2 separate regions of the Hordeum vulgare genome follow, and region 2 is linked to region 1. The links are chromatin contacts, called in public Hi-C maps. All regions are on one chromosome and are shown on one strand. The core of a region is the stretch at or near the end of the contact, and the rest is flanking DNA. Distances in the headings are between cores, read along the strand shown. Region 1 holds the start of LOC123398675. Region 2 holds the start of LOC123398085 (PRA1 family protein H).

The links. A called contact is a pair of places that touch in the nucleus more often than the background predicts.
Region 2: a Hi-C map of leaf shows a contact between it and region 1, with 2.7 times the contacts expected there. The contact joins the promoter of LOC123398085 here to the promoter of LOC123398675 in region 1. A contact is called at or near these places in 2 of 6 Hi-C or Micro-C datasets (leaf and seedling).

What each region holds. Positions count from the first base shown.
Region 1 is chr5H:357,213,995-357,217,305 of MorexV3_pseudomolecules_assembly, forward strand. LOC123398675 reads left to right here and starts at 1,658. Exons shown (of 2, transcript XM_045093122.1): 1 at 1,658-2,011. The coding sequence starts at 1,771.
Region 2 is chr5H:357,568,280-357,571,590 of MorexV3_pseudomolecules_assembly, forward strand. LOC123398085 (PRA1 family protein H) reads left to right here and starts at 1,547. Exons shown (of 4, transcript XM_045092593.1): 1 at 1,547-2,043; 2 at 2,179-2,318; 3 at 3,299-3,311. The coding sequence starts at 1,616.

The DNA of each region.
Region 1 (3,311 bases), core at 408-2,907:
TTTGTCTATGTATCCACACATGTATCTATGTTTTCATTCAATACAATTATAGCATGGATAATAAACGATTATCTTGTAACAGGAAATATAATAATAACTATTTATCATTGCCTCTAGGGCATATTTCCAACACATATGACATGTCGTAGCGGTGCGAGGCGATCTCCCTTTGATAGCATAGAGTCTTGCCAAGTGGATAACTTTCGCTCAAGTTTCTTGAATAGGGGTAGTAGACTCGTGGTAGAGGCCTTATGAATGGGTAGGGGCAGACCAAGGTGGGTGATGGGAAATTGGGTCACCGGGCAGCGCATATAAGTCGCGATTGTGGCGATCTGCTCATCGGCGCAATGGATTGGGGTGACACAACATTTGCTGAAGTTCGTGTGGAGACTGGAAGCTTTCCCGAAGAGATGTAGTATCTCACGCACAATATTGATGTCGTGTCGGTCGATGTGGTAGAAGATGACGACGTCGTCCGTGTATAGTGATATGCTCAAGGTCACGTGCCTCGCAGTGATGCGCTGGAGGAGTCCGTCATCAACGACCCGTAGCAGCATGGTGTTGAGCATGTCAATGATCAGTGTGAAGAGCATCAGGGAAACCGGGTCACCTTGACGCGAGACGTGAGCATGCCCGATTGGAGGCCCTTGGTGTCCATTTATGAGTACTCGCGTGGAAGCCATGGAGAGCAGAATATAGATCCACTGGCACCAGCGGGGTCCAAAGCCAAGGTGCTCGAGGATCTGTAGGATGAAGGGCCACGAAACGCAGTCGAAGGCGCGCGCAATGTCCAGCTTGAGTAGCACGCGTGACGCCTTGAGGTTGTGCAACAGCAGAGTTGTTTGCTGCACCAAGAGGAAGTTGTCGTGGATGCATCTAGCTGCGATGAAGGCCCTCTGGTTAGTGGAAACCATCGTAGCAAGCCTAGGCACGAGCCTTAGGGCGAGAACTTTTGCGACAAGCTTTCCAAAGAGGTGTATGAGACTGACCGGACGGTACTCGGATAGGGATTGTGCGTCCGTCCTCTTCGGGAGAAGGGTGAGAAGTGCCTCATTGAGCTTTGGGAAACCCCTCCCATTCATGGTGTAGAGCTTGTTGAATGCCTCATAGAAGTCATGTTTAACGGTATCCGAGCATGCTTCGAGGTTTAGTTCCTCCGCTTCAAGCCATAAAAATAAAAATATTATCCTAATATATGTATTTGATGTGGTAAATATTAATATATTTTCTGTAAAAGTGGTAAACTTAAAAAGGTTTGACTTAAAACAAAGTTCTTAGTCCCTCTATTCGTACATACAAGGCCTAATACAATTTTACAGGTTAAGTTTGATCACATGTTAAAGTAAATGTTAATATATTTTCTGCAAAAGTGATGAACTTAAAAAGATTTGACTTGAAACAAAGTTCTTAGTCTCTCTATCCGTATACACAAGGCCTAATACGATTTTCGAGTTTAAGTTTGATCACATGTTAGAGTAAAAATCGTGAGAGAAGGGAGTTTCTAATGATATTAATTTTATATCATATATCTTATATATATTTACCAATAATCAATAGCAACCTTAAAATACGTATTAGGCCATATATATATATACGTGGGTGAAGGGAGTAGTTATTTTGGATAACCTTTTCAGGAACTTTCGACTATGATAGAGCCGGAATGGGGAACAGCGGGCGCACCACACAAGAAGGTACGTTCAGCCGTGCTGCCCCTCCTTTCCCTCCCTGGCTGCCTCCTACTCCAACCTAGCAACATACCACCTCTCACCGATGGCGACGACGAGCTCCCCTCGTCTCCTACCACTCCCCTTCTCCACCTCCACCGGCACCTCCTCCGCCCTCCCACCAGTCTGTCCCTCCCGCCTCCGCTTCAAGCCACTACCACCAGCAGCAGGCCCGGTTTCTACTTTCGCCTTGGACCGTGTCTGCCGTTCTTGGCTCAGCCTCCGCTGCCGAAGCGCTGCCGGACCCTTGCCGCCCTCCTCCGACCCACCGCCTCCATCTCCTCAAGGTAGCGCCACTGCCTCGCCCCTCTCCGTTTGCTTACTATCCAATCAGTTGTAGTTAGGGATTACAGGCTCTAGAGGAGGGTTGATTTTCAGTTTATTGTTGCTGGTCATTTCGGGAGCCCTTGATAGCCTTCTCTCACAAACTTAAAATTGGCATTTGGGGGGATTGGAAAAGCACCTTCCAAATTTCTGCCAAGATAATACCCCTGGGCGAATGAGGGGCGGAGCTTGACCATATCTTACCAAAAAATAGTATATTCCATAAATGTTTCCATATGTGAGGTGTTATTTTTCTGTGGGTGCGAATTCCTGTTCTATGGGATTCATCTTGGCTCAGACGAAATTATACTAGTTTGTTTAGTTAAGATATAAGATGACTTGTAACCTAGGAGTTCTTCTATGTCAATCCAATGGATAAGCTTTATCATACTCCAACGGTCCAACCTACTCTTCCATTACTGCCTTAAAAACCGAGTGCCCTGTTTTAAAGGGTAAAATGGTATTCTTAGGGTGTGCTTGGTTCAGGAACCAAGTGGAATGGAATGTCATGGTTACATTCCACCGGAATGGGTCGGTTCTGTTCCTACTTTTGGTAAAGTGTAATTAGATGGAATGGAACGGTTCTATTTCAGTGTTTGGTTTCTGTGATAAATTGAATGAATTTGATCCAACTTACCTATTGCCTGTCAATTAAACTCTCGTTTTCATTCGGAAAATAAACTACTAGTATTAGTTCTCTACTATGTGACAAACAAATTTACAACGAACAAGTTGGATTGGAGTGCTAAACTAAAAATCCACAACGCTGCTTGCCGCTGCTGGCTTGCTATCACGCCGCTATCTGCTGCTGGTTTGCTGTCCTGCCGCCCTGCCTTTCCGATCTGAGAGAACAAAAAGAAAGGAAATGCTCGAACTGCGCATGGAAGATCAGATCTCCTGGCTGGGCATGGGCGAGCCAATCTTGCGGCTCATGGCGTGATCTGCCGCCGCTCGCCTGTTGGTGCCTGTCACCGCTCGCCCCGTCCAGCGCCGCCGCCTGCCGATTCCTGCTGCTGCTCGCCTCCTTCTGGCACCGTCGCCTGCCGATTCCTGCTGCTGCTCGCCTCCTTCTGGCGCCACCTCCTGCCGATTCCTGCTGCTGCTGGCCACCTTCCTGCGCCGCTGCCTGCCGATTCCTGCTGCTGCTCGCCTCCTTCCGGCAGCGCCTTCCTGTGCCTACTGGATGTGTGTGTGAGAGAGAGACAAGAGAAGGAGATAAGCGACCCGCCGAGGGAGACGAGGTGTAAGCGCGAGCCGCTTCGC
Region 2 (3,311 bases), core at 297-2,796, 350 kb after region 1:
CGAGTGCATCAAGAACTGCAGGACGATCTCGTGGAGCACCTATGAAGGCTCAAGGGCAACGCCTAGTTCGATTTATTTTAATTTGTGTTTGAATTATGAGCTTCCTTCGTTGAACTATTTAATTTGTATTGATTTATGTTATAAACTTTGTCATAAAAAAATTGTTTTTGTTGAATTTATGTCGAAAGTGAGTCAAATTTAGGTCAAACTTGGACCGGATTTGCGTCAAAATAGGGTCGAAAGCGTCGGCTGGGAGACGACCCAGCCCCACAAATTTAACGTCGGTTCGCCTCCCAGCGACGCTATTTCAGGTCGTTGAGGGGGAGGGGGAGGGCTGAAGATGCTCTTACGGCCTTGTTTCGTGCGCATGGTTTGGGGAGGTTTCTAGGGGATTATATATCCTCGAGGGGGCCAGAAACCTCACGATTCCCTGTATGTCCATTTGACGGACAGGGTTTGTGGTGAGCAAACCCCTTCAATCCACTGAAATCCACCTCAAACCATGTGGTTTTGAAGCATCGAGGGGGGGCTAGGGGAACTCGTGCAATGGGGATTCAAGAGGATTGGGTGAAAGAGAGGGATTCACCAAATCCCCTAGAATCCCCACCTCCTTAGGGCTTGAAAACCACTTATGCCAAACAAGGCCTAAGTGTTCGTTAGGTTCCCCTTCGCACGGCTTCGCTTTTAGAACGGACGGAGATGCAATACAAAATGTTGGAACGACCAAACAGGTGCTCCCCAGTTTTAAATAGCTGATGGGTACATAGGATCAGGACTGGGCATTCGGTTTAACCGAAGCTTTCGGTTCGGTTTTCCGTGTTAACAAACTTTCCGGTTTTCTGAAAATGCAGACAGATTGGTTCGAACAGAAGTAGGTAACCGACATTTTTTAAACCGAAAACTCGGTTCTATGATCGGTTCTGACCGAACAACCCGAAAGTTTAGGCGCAAGATGTTATTTTCCTTTCTAGCCAGCCTGTACGTGTCAGTAGAAGCGGTAGATGAAATGAATGGCTAGCTCGTACCACTACTATCTTTTATTGTCTTCCCTGCGGTACCTTTCCTAGTGGTTGTCCGAGATGGTACTAAACCACAAACTGTGGTAGTGCAATTAACCTATTTTGTATAGGGTGATTGCTAGGATTATACTCCCTCCGTTCCTAAATATAAGTCTTTTAAACGATTTCACTAAGGGTCTATATACGAAGCAAAATAATTGAATCTATACTTTAAAGTATGTATATATACATTCATATGTAATGCACTAGTAAAATCTCTACAAAGACTTATATTTGGGAACGGAGGAAGTAGAGAGACAGAGCGCTCGGCCTCCATGGCCAGCCGGCCGAGTCAGCCTAGGACCCTGACTTTTCGGCTTCGGTTTATTCGGTTTTGGTCCTGGTTCTTTCGGTTCCGTACATCAGCTATCGGTTAATATGCTCACCCCTACATAGGATCAAGTCGTGGTAAATCAAAGCAGCGAATTTGTCCCCCACGGCGCAGGCGTACTCGCTCCTGATCTTTATATAAGTTGATTGATAAAAAGAAGAAGAGAAACGCACTGCAAAGCAACCACCGCCCCTGTCCTGCTAACCGTGTACGGCCCAGCGGCGCCATGTCGTCGTCGTCGTTCAAGCCCAACCCCCTCTCGCTGAGCGTACCGGACCCCGCTCTCGACCGCTGGCTCCGCGACTCCGGCTACCTCGACCTCCTCGACTCCTCCGCCCCCGCACCCGCCGCCGCCGCCCCCACACGCGCCAGCCCCGCATCCACCTCCTCGGGGCCCGGCGCCGCCGCCGAGGTCCTCGCCTTCGCGCGCACCCTAGCCTCTCTCCTCTCGCTCAACCCCTTTGCGTGCCTCTCCGCCGCTGACCTCGCCGCGCCCACCCCCTCCTGGTCCCTCGCCTTCATCGGCCCCCCCGGCGCCGCCTCCTACTCCTGGCCCCCGACCCCCACCCAGGCCAGACTCCGCGTCCAGGAGAACGTCCGCCGCTACGCCCGCAACTACGCCGCGCTATCCATCCTCGTCTTCGCCTGCTGCCTGTACGCCGCTGTCATCTACCCTCTTTTCCTTCATCCCTGCCTTCGTTTCGTTATCTGTCCTGTCTTTGCATGTCCGTGTGTGCGGGTGGAGTATTAAAGCTGCTGCTGCTGCTGTCTGTGGCGGCATGTGTGCAGGTACCGGATGCCTGTGTCGCTACTGGGGTTGCTGGCCAGCCTCGCCGTGTGGGAGGCTGTGCGGTACTGCCGGGACCGGTGGGGGCTCGCTGAACGAGCGCCCGGAATTGGGCAGGCTCTTCTGCACTGCGCACAGATTGGTGAGTGTTGGGTTTCAGATATTGTTTCTGCCCAAATGTTGCTAGTGCAATGATGAAAGGAACAGCTATGTGGATTTCATTTGCAACAGTATCACTGACAGTGTATAGGCATGGGTCTCCCTCCGTCCCATAATATAAGAGCGTTGACAGTGTGGTGTCAAAAACGCTCTTACATGGAGGGAGTAGATAAGATTGGCAGTGGATATATACGGAATTCGTTTCTTAATATTCTTGAAAGGATATCTTGAACAGAACACCGTACATGTTTTGGAAGCCTTTTTTTTCCTTTATGATGATTCTGACTAGTTTGTTTCGCTCATTGATCAGCAACTTTGTAAATGCTTCGAGCAAGAAAAATGTCACAAAGTTCTATTTTCTTCAAGAAATTATTGATATGCTTGAATATGACAAAACACATGACTTGTTCAAGTTGTTCTACTTGGTCATAGTGTATATTTATTTATGTAGTTTACTGATTATTCCATGCAGCATGTTTCTTATTCGCTATATATATCATGAGGAACTGTCACACGGCACACATTAAGAATAATTCCTCATTTGTTTTCTCAATTATTCATTTCTCAATCAATTGGAAAATATTTGTACAAACTGTAAAAGTTTAATCCATGTGTCCAGTGCAAACATGGATGGGAGTTGTTCGTTGCTCGTTGCGTAACTTGAAATCTCAGATGCAATGGCGCAAGTGCAGCAACCTGGTTTACGATGCGTGAAACACAAACCTTAAGGCCTACATTCTTAGGACAGTGCCAAGTTACCAATTTTCTTGCACACCTTCACCCCACCTGACCTGCACAAATGATCATCTTAAGACACATGGGTCATGTTCATCTTTCTTTTCATTTCGAATATCATACCTGTGGTTTGGTGCTATCCTGTTAAACTTTCTTTTATTTCGAATGGTGTACCTGTAGTCTGATGCTCTCATCTCTTAACTATCAATTGGTTTTGTTCCTGAACAGCCACTGCTATACT